Regions from separate parts of the Danio rerio genome. Here region 1 is linked to region 2. The links are chromatin contacts, called in public Hi-C maps. All regions are on one chromosome and are shown on one strand. The core of a region is the stretch at or near the end of the contact, and the rest is flanking DNA. Distances in the headings are between cores, read along the strand shown.

Evidence for each region. A called contact is a pair of places that touch in the nucleus more often than the background predicts.
Region 1: a contact with region 2 is called in a Hi-C map of gastrula embryo, with 4 times the contacts expected there. The contact joins the promoter of etaa1a here to the promoter of actr2a in region 2. A contact is called at or near these places in 1 of 18 Hi-C or Micro-C datasets (gastrula embryo) and 2 of 4 datasets of contacts at active chromatin or transcription factors (embryo and gastrula embryo).

What each region holds. Positions count from the first base shown.
Region 1 is chr1:54,856,359-54,861,083 of GRCz12tu, forward strand. It overlaps etaa1a (ETAA1 activator of ATR kinase a), which reads left to right and starts at 3,151. Exons shown (of 6, transcript NM_001111157.2): 1 at 3,151-3,629. The coding sequence starts at 3,512.
Region 2 is chr1:54,727,132-54,731,797 of GRCz12tu, forward strand. actr2a (actin related protein 2a) reads left to right here and starts at 2,331. Exons shown (of 9, transcript NM_213499.1): 1 at 2,331-2,418. The coding sequence starts at 2,371. It overlaps atg4da (autophagy related 4D, cysteine peptidase a), which reads left to right. Exons shown (of 11, transcript NM_001423806.1): 11 at 1-1,456.

The sequences.
Region 1 (4,725 bases), core at 1,901-4,400, 130 kb after region 2:
AAACAGCAGTAATCTGTTGAGGTAGCTTTAGCAGTCAATCAGGCCCGCGTCTACATGTCAGGCAGACAGTTTAACAGTTGGCGGAAGATTTATTGGTTACGGGTCAGATCAAACCATAAATCCCCGATGGCTGTGCTCTTGTTTAGCGGGACCCTGAGCACTGTTGATTGGGCTGTCCTTCTGGAAACTGGCGAAATTAGCTAAAACGCAATTTATCACGCTTTGACAATTGTATGAGATGGTTGACATTTATCAATGAAATTAAAGTTGGGGAGATGGGGAATTTATTGCATCATTAAAAGGATAGTTCACCCAGAAATGAAAAGTCTGTTATCGTATAGCCTACTCACAGTTCCAAACTTTATTGTTTTTGGTCATTTAAAGGTATGCTAGCAAAGGAGTGCTAGCAAAGAGATTTGCATGCTCGTATAACATGAATGTGATCTCGAATTGTAATATGCGCTCACGTCAACATTTGCAATTGAAAAACAAACTATATAGGTAGTTAGTTGGAAGATCTGTGCAAAAGGCCTGCCACCACAGCTGGAAAAATTCCTAGAGGACATACTGGATATGGCTACATCCACCAACTTTTATGTGCACTTTGGAATATTGCATTAAAAATGCTTGATGGAAATGCCAAGATGCGCATAAATTTAATAAATGCACATTAAATTACTCATGCACACTCACAAAAATGTGCATAAACTACAATGAAAAAACATTTACCATAAAACTTCCAGCACTCACAACAAAAAATCATGTTGTTTTAACAGATCATGTGATGATAATAATAATTATTACTCCTTACATTTATATAGAGCTTTTAGACACTCAAAGCGCTTTACACAATGGGGGAATCTCCAGTGTGTAGCATCCACCTGGATGACGCGACGGCAGCCATATTGTGCCAGAACACACACCAGCTGATTAGAAGGTCATGATTTATTTGATGTAAATAAATAAATGAAAAAAAGATTAGAATAAAAAAGTTGAGTATAAGGAAATTAATACATTATTGAATGGTTTAACTAAAATGAATTCATATTAGGTTTAAATCAACCAATCTAACAGTATCACAGCGAGTCTAATTCAAATTTTAAATGTATTTTCAATTGGTATAGCATTCAGAAGACCAATTTAAATGTATCAATTTGGTTTTTACGCATGGAAATATGAAGCTGCCTTTTTTATTTTTAGGTCTGTGCCATATTGAAAATCTTTAAAGTCTGCGCTAAATCATTCTGACTGCACGTCTGAACAAAGCTAGTAGTAATTAGTGCAACATAAAGGATTTTGATTGATGACTCATCAAACTCACTGTTAACAAAAACCGCTCAGCGGATGTAGATCCATCTAAGCTCAAAGAATAGGATCACGTGAGGCTTTACATTTATGTTCAGCTCCTGCAACTCTTTCCTGCGCTACATTAGCCTAAAACGACACTGGGAAAAACTCTGAGAAAGCATTGCCAGAAACCAAGGATTAAACTTAAATGTGAAATCGATCCGGCAGCATGGTGGCGCAGTGGATAGCACAATCGCCTCACAGCAAGAAGATCGCTGGTTCGAGCCCCAGCTGGGCCAGTTGGCATTTTTGTGTGGAGTTTGCATGTTCTCCTCGTCTTTACGTGGGTTTCCTCCAGGTGCTCCGGTTTCCCTCACAGTCCAAAGACATGCGCCATAGGGGAATTGGGTATGCTAAAATTGTCTGTAGTGTATGTGTGTGTGTGTGGATGTTTTCCAGTGATGGGTTGCAACTGGAAGGGCTGGATAAGGAATGTGCTGGATAAGGATTGGCAGTTGGCAGGACAGCTGTTGCTAAGTGGTTTCTAGGCAGTTGCTAAAATGTTTATGTTCATTGCGAGGTGGTTTCCAAGCATTTGCTAACGTAAACTGGGTTGCTACATGTATATGTTTGATCAAATCCTAATACTAAGTAAGCATTTCTAGCATATTATTGCACTTAGATAATCATTAATAGCATGTAGCTAATTGTTTATTGTTATTGTTTGGCTAAAACAATTACCTAAAATTCATTGACAAACTTTGATGTTTATGTGAGAAAACCAACGTGACTGTTCTAGGGCTGGGAATCCCTGCTGAAAAATCCAGCTTAAACCAGCCTAGGCTGGTTGGCTGGTTTTAGCTGGTTGACCAGCCTGGTTTTAGAGGGGTTTTGGCCATTTCCAGGCTGGTTTCCAGCCATTTCCAGCCTATTAGTTGGTCAGGCTGGAAAATGACCAGCCAAATCCAGCTAAAACCAGCTTGACCAGTCTGGTTTAAGCTGGATATAGCTGGTTTTGGCTGGACTCCCAGCTTGGCTAGGCTGGTCAAGCTGGTTTTAGCTGGTTATCTCCCAGCCTGACCAGCTAAGACCAGGCTGGAAATGGCTGGAAACCAGCCTGGAAGTGGCCAAAACCCCTCTAAAACCAGCCTGGTTGACCAGCTAAAACCAGCCAACCAGCCTAGGCTGGTTTAAGCTGGATTTTTCAGCAGGTATGGCAGTTGGCAGGAAGCACAGTGGTTGCTAGCCAATTGCTAAAATATTTATGTCATTGCTAGGTGGTTGCTTAGCATTTGCTAACCAACTGAGTTGCTAAATGTAAATGCTTGATTAAATCCTAAGCATTTCTAGCATGTTCTTGCACTTAGATAATCATTAATAGCATGTAGCTAATTGTTATTAGCATTTGGCTAAAATTAGAACCTAAAATTCGTTGACGAACTTTGATGTTCACATGAGAAAGCCAACGTGATGGCGCTAGGACTGAATGGCAGTTGGCAGTGGTTGCTAGACAGTTGCTAACATAAACTGGCTCGCTAAATGTACATGTTTGATCAAATCCTAATACTTAGTAAGCATTTCTAACATATTACACTTAGATAATCATTAATAGCATGTAGCTAATTGTTATTAGCATGTAGATAATTGTTATCATTTGGCTAAAACTAGAACCTAAAGTTGTTGACGAACTTTAATGTTCGCGTGAGAAAGCCAACGTGACTGCGCTAGGACTGGGAATGGCAGTTGGCAGGAAGCACAGCGGTTGGTGGTTGCTAGAGAGGGATCTGGCTGCAGACCTGGTGCAGTGCAATCTGAGCTGCATCCACTGCTTTTTAATAGGCTCACCTAACCCTACCCGTCACAGTGACCAAAACCCCTCTAAAACCAGCCAACCTGCCTAGGCTGGTTTAAGCTGGATTTTTCAGCAGGGATACTTGGTCAAAGAAGACGGAATACTAATAGTAATATGTTTAACAGGATAACAGTATGCTGACTCTTCAAGTCAACGTAAACATAAAAAAAATCGACAGCATGCGTAGAAGCTGCGCACATCTGACGTTCTCGAGCGCATATCCGCAATGAATCCTGGGAGGAACTTCGTCTTTGGCGGAATGTTTGAAAGATTTATACAAGTCCAGGATCATGATGGCAGCGGAAAACGCAAATAATGTTACACCAACTCGGTGACAGATCGCACTGTGGACATATCGAGCAATACTGTAACATGGAGTCCAGAGGCAGTCAGGAGCAAAATGAAATCGCCAAACTGACGCAGATGAAGTCGAAAGTAAACAGACTGAAGCGGAGCCCGAAAGCAGCAGCGCCACTAAACAAAAACACAGGTACAAACTCCATTTTATACAACCAAAACACACACAATAATGTATTTCTGGGCTTTATGTTGTATACAAACTCATTAACGACCATTTATATTGATAAAATGAATATAATATTGTGATATAGTGATGTAATATAGGCATTCATGTTGATCTTAGTAACGTTAGCTTCTAAATTTAGCAACTGTCAGGTAAGAAAGACTTTTGTTTTATTGAGGTGAAGTGGGTTTTATATTCCCACATTTGTTCATTTTTGAACAGTGACAACTTGTGACACGGTGCCTATATTGTTTACCACGCTACTTTGAATATTCGAGCTGAAGTAGCAAGCAAGTATGGCTTCAGAACAACATTAGCACTATTTGACTGTGAACAACATGATTTCCCTATTTAGAATTTGCAAATAAAACATTTATGAAATGATATTATTAAGGAGAAAATCTAAATGTGCAAATATAAAACCCACTTTACACTTTACCTCAAGTGTTTTTTTTCTAAAACATTACAGCACACTTAGAGCATGAAAAAATTAGTACTTTTATAAGTGAAATACTGCACAACTTTTTAATTGGTTAATGGTCAGTGAGAAAAAAAACTTAATAATTTAAAAACCCCTGCACTATATATATATATATATATATATATATATATATATATATATATATATATATATATATATATATATATATATATATATACTTAAAATGCACTTAAAAGTATAGTTTTAATATGTTTTTACTCTTTAATGTGCATAGATTTCAATACCAACACCATTTGTGATAACTGCTAGCAATTTATACATTGAAAATGTAAAACAAATAAAAATAAAAAAAAAACAGAAAACAAGTCATTACTGTCAGGCCGAACTTAAAAAAACTAGCTAAAATATGACACGTTTTCATGTTTTTAAAATAGGTAAAATTTTGCCAAAAAAGTGGAATCAAATCATGTGTAAAAAGGTGTAACAATTTTTTGTTAGTATAAAATAGATTTATTAAAAGAAATTAAAAATGTATACTTGTTTGCATTTGTCACAGCTAACATGTTCACACAAATGAAAAAGAATTAGACAAAAATTTCCATAAAGATGTACACGGATTAA
Region 2 (4,666 bases), core at 1,081-3,580:
TGCGACTTTATAACTAGGAATTGTGACTCATTTTATTTATGAGTTTTTTTTATTATTATTCAGTGGCAGGAACAGGCTTCCATAGTGCTGAGAGTTTTGACAGGAGAAATAAAGTAAAAAGTGAGGTTAATATCATTTTTGAATATTGATTTGTTAATTACACCATGAATGTTGTATGGATTCAGGAACTGATTCGTTGCTTTCTAAAATTGTTTTGAGTTTTTAAAAAAAAAGCAGTTTTCTTGATTATTTGGATTTTTTTGTGACATTATTTTCTTGACAATTAAGCAAACACTAACACCAGTGTCAGGGAGAAATAAAAATAGATCAATAAATCACTCTGCAAACTGGCATAATTTGCATGAAACATTAATAATAATAATAATAATAATATTTAATTTGATTTGATGTAGATAATTTTATGTGGAAACTTTTTTTTGCACTACATTTAATTCCTACATATTTTTAAGAAAAACTAATTTGCTTTGATTGTCGTATCAGCATGTTTTTGCATAAAATGTTTTTTTAAGAGGAGATATGCTTAATTATTTGTTTAAAAATAATAATTCTAGAAATACGCTTAATTTTCTTTATGCTTGGTTGAACCCTACATTTCTTTTGTAGAGTACACTTTAAATGTGGCATTGATTTATGAAGGGTTGATAATCGTTCTTTATCACTTTGGTTAATACACACACACACACACACACACACACGTCTCAAACACTGAATACATGATCCTGCTGTTGCATTGCTGTCTATCAGAAGCTAAACCGGTACTCTGTGTTTTACTGTGGGCTCTATAACAGGAGGATTGTGGGTAATGACACTCATTGTTGCTGTAAGATATATATGGCTGGTTGCTTCTGTAAATTGTAAATCTTGTGTGCTTGAACTGAGTGTGTTTGGTTTATTTAATAGTATTTTTTTGACGAGGACAGAGTTTAATGTTGAAAACTGTCTGTATATTTCATGTCGGATTTTTGCTTTTTCAGGTCAACGAAAGTTTGCTGTTACTGTTTGGTCTTATTTAAGCTGTTGATTTTATGTGTTTTTGATTGTGGTTATATTCGAGGAAGCAAAGCTCAACTGCTGTCACTGTGTAAACTATCACCTTTGAATCATTTTAGATGTTTGATTGTGTGTTTTTGTTTTGGATTTTCTCTTAAGGGACCAGAGAATAAAAGGTGGATTTTGCCTGTTTGAGTGGACTTTAATGTGGACTGAATGGAAATATGGACATTATGTTTAAGTATATCAGTTGTCATCGCTATCCATCTGCACTTAAAAAGACATGACATGTTTTTATACAGCAATTTTGTTGTTTGTGAGTGTAAGTCATTAAACAGGAGAGCTTTTTTGCTTGTTTTGTGTTTACTCTCAATTTCATGTAAAATTGTGATTATTATTTATAATAATTCTCATCATCGTATGGAATTTTAACGAATGTCTGTCAAAATTGGTGCAAGGAAATTATAAAGTAAGTGAAAATCTGCTCTCAAATACTTCATTTATTCATTTTCCTTCGGCATAATGTCCTTTATTAATCAGGGCTCACCACAGCGGAATGAACCGCCAACTATACCAATAAATGAAAGTACAGTTCCTAGGTATCTCATTCATTCATTCATTTTCCTTCGGCTTAGTCCCTTTACTTATCAGGCGTAATGAACCACCAACTTATTCAGCATATGTTTTACACAGGGGATGCCTTTCCTGCTGCAACCCAGTACTAGGAAACATCCATACAAATTAATACACTATTCAATTCACCTGTACCACATGTTTTGGAGTGTGGGAGAAACCGGAGCACCCAGAGGAAACACAGGGAGAACATGCAAACTTCACACAGAAACACCAACTGACCCAGCCTGGGCTCGAACCAGCGACCTTCTTGCTGTGAGGCAACAGTGCTAACCACTGAGCCACCATGTGGCCCCTCCTAGTCATATCAGCCTAGAAAATAGCAACTTTTTATTTTTTTGTCAACCTTAGTACACACCTTAGTGTAACTATTGAAGAGTCGCGCTTTAAATATGAAAGTTAAATATGCTAACGGTCTAATCGCATTTAATTATTTATGCTAAGCTAAGCTAAAGGTGCTCCCGCCATATCTGGAGATCGGCTGAATGTTTCACAATATGGTGAAACTCACCCGTTTAACTCTTGTGGAGTTGTAAAATGAGCCTATTTCTTAAAAATAAAAACATAAACAGCGTTCCATCAATACATAAACAGTAGCGTAAACGCTTTTATTTTGTCTGACTCTTATTTTGAAGCGGTGTGAAGGGCAGGGCTGTGACTTCCGCCTGGCCGAGAACAGCGGCGGCGGTGCAGAGATCAGGGCGGATTCACCGAGTCTGGACAAAAATGGACAGCCAGGGCAAAAAAGTGGTGGTCTGTGACAACGGGACAGGGGTGAGTGTGAAAGCGGACTCTCAGCGACCCCGTCCGGTGTGAACAGCGCGTTTTCTTCGCGACTGTATACAATTAAATGACGACTTGCAGGAAAAAGATGCAGCGGAACAGGAAGTGAAGTGATGGCAGCTTATTTTACACACTGATTACCTGTGATTTACACACTGTGGAGAAATACCCGATCAGGTGCACGAAAACCATTGTTAATATAGATATTAAATAGTGCTGCGTGTTTATGTTTATGTCATTGTGTGTATGTAATGACATGAATCGCATATTTCATTGATTGTTTTATGAGGTCGCAGTATGAGCGTGCGTAAAGAACGAAAAACAGTGAAATGCGCATTAAAATTAACGTTGCGTGTGTGTTCGTGTCGCTAAAAAGAAAGAGAAATGATCACGAACTCACTTCCGAGTTTGCAATCTCACATCTGGCCGAGAGAGGAAGTGACGTACTAGACAGAGTATAGAAACCAACGCATTCCATCATCATTCTCCATAAAACCGAACTTGTTGTGATATTTAAATAATGTTGTGGCAAATATCTCGCAAAAACCGTGTTATTTATGTGGGCGGAAGCAACAGCTATTTCACACAGTTATACCAAAAAAAATGCGGAAAAATCTGTAACGTTTTGTATGAATTATCATATAATCTAAAAAACCGAGTGGTGTTATCATAATAATACATGTTCATATTCCTCCCAAAACCACCAACACTGAGGTGAATTTGGTTTTATATTCGCAAATTAGTTCAATGATAGCTCCCTCCCTATATTGTTTACTATGGTTTACATTTACATTTAGTCATTTAGCAGACGCTTTTATCCAAAGCGACTTACAAATGAGGACAAGGAAGCAATTTACACAACTAAGAGCAACAATGAATAAGTGCTAAAGGCAAGTTTCAGGTCTGTAAAGTCTAAGAAGGGAAGTATTAGTAGTATTAGTATTTTTATTTTTATTTATTATTATTATTATTATTTTGGGTACAGTTAGTGTGATATTCAGAGAGGCAATTACAGATTAGGAAGTGTAGTGGAGAGTAAATAGTTGAGTTTTTAGTCGTTTCTTGAAAGTAGCGAGTGACTCTGCTGTTCTGATGCAGTTAGGGAGTTCATTCCACCAACTGGGCAGATTGAGCGTGAGTGTTCGAGAAAGTGATTTCTTCCCTCTTTGGGATGGAACCACGAGGCGACGTTCATTCACAGAACGCAAGTTTCTGGAGGGCACATAGATCTGCAGAAGCGAGAGCAGATAAGAAGGAGCAAGGCCAGAAGCCACTTTGTAGGCAAACATCAGAGCTTTGAATTTGATGCGAGCAGCAACTGGCAGCCAGTTCAAACGGATGAGCAGCGGAGTGACATGTGCTCGTTTAGGTTCATTGAAGACCACTCGTGCTGCTGCATTCTGGAGCAGTTGAAGAGGCTTGATAGAGTTAGCTGGAAGCCCCGCTAGTAGAGAGTTGCAGTAATCCAGTTTGGAGAGAACAAGAGCTTCAACAAGGAGTTGAGCTGCATGTTCAGAAAAGAAGGGTCGGATCTTTCTGATGTTATAGAGTGCGAATCTGCACGATCGAGCAGTTCTAGAAATGTGGTCAGAGGAGTTTAGTTGGTTGGATATTCGGTCAGAAGTCACATGTAAGTACGACTTCAAAACAACATTAGCACAATTCATTTGACTGTGAACAGTGTTGTACATTGACCGTCTTTGGCTGCTAATATAATTTCCAAAGAAATCACAGGATTGGCAAAGAATACTTTTCTGAATTTAAATTATTAACCTTCCTGTCGTGTTCGACACGACAGGAACAATGTACAACTTAAATCACTCATAAACATTGTGTTTTACATCTGATTGCCTCAAGGCTTTATGATATCCTCCATGCTATACACTTGAACTTATAAAAGTGACGATCATCTCTTTCATTGAATTTTGAGTGTTTTAATCAATTCTGTTACACCTGTGGTGTTCCAGGTCAAAAGTGACCGCCATAGGAAATAAATGGGTATCCAGGCTATATTCATTCAGCAGACAGAACATCTCCACACACACTACCCCAACTCACTCACTCACTCACTCACTCAAAAAGAAAAGGAATCTTGTTTTCTTTCTTTTTTTATTTTATTCTTTGTGTTTATTTATTTATTTATTTATTTATTTTTCTCTCTGGAAAGAAGCACAGAGAAAAAGTCTTTCTTTCTGTCTGTCCATGCTCACCGTATATACCCCCAGTCTCTATTTTACAC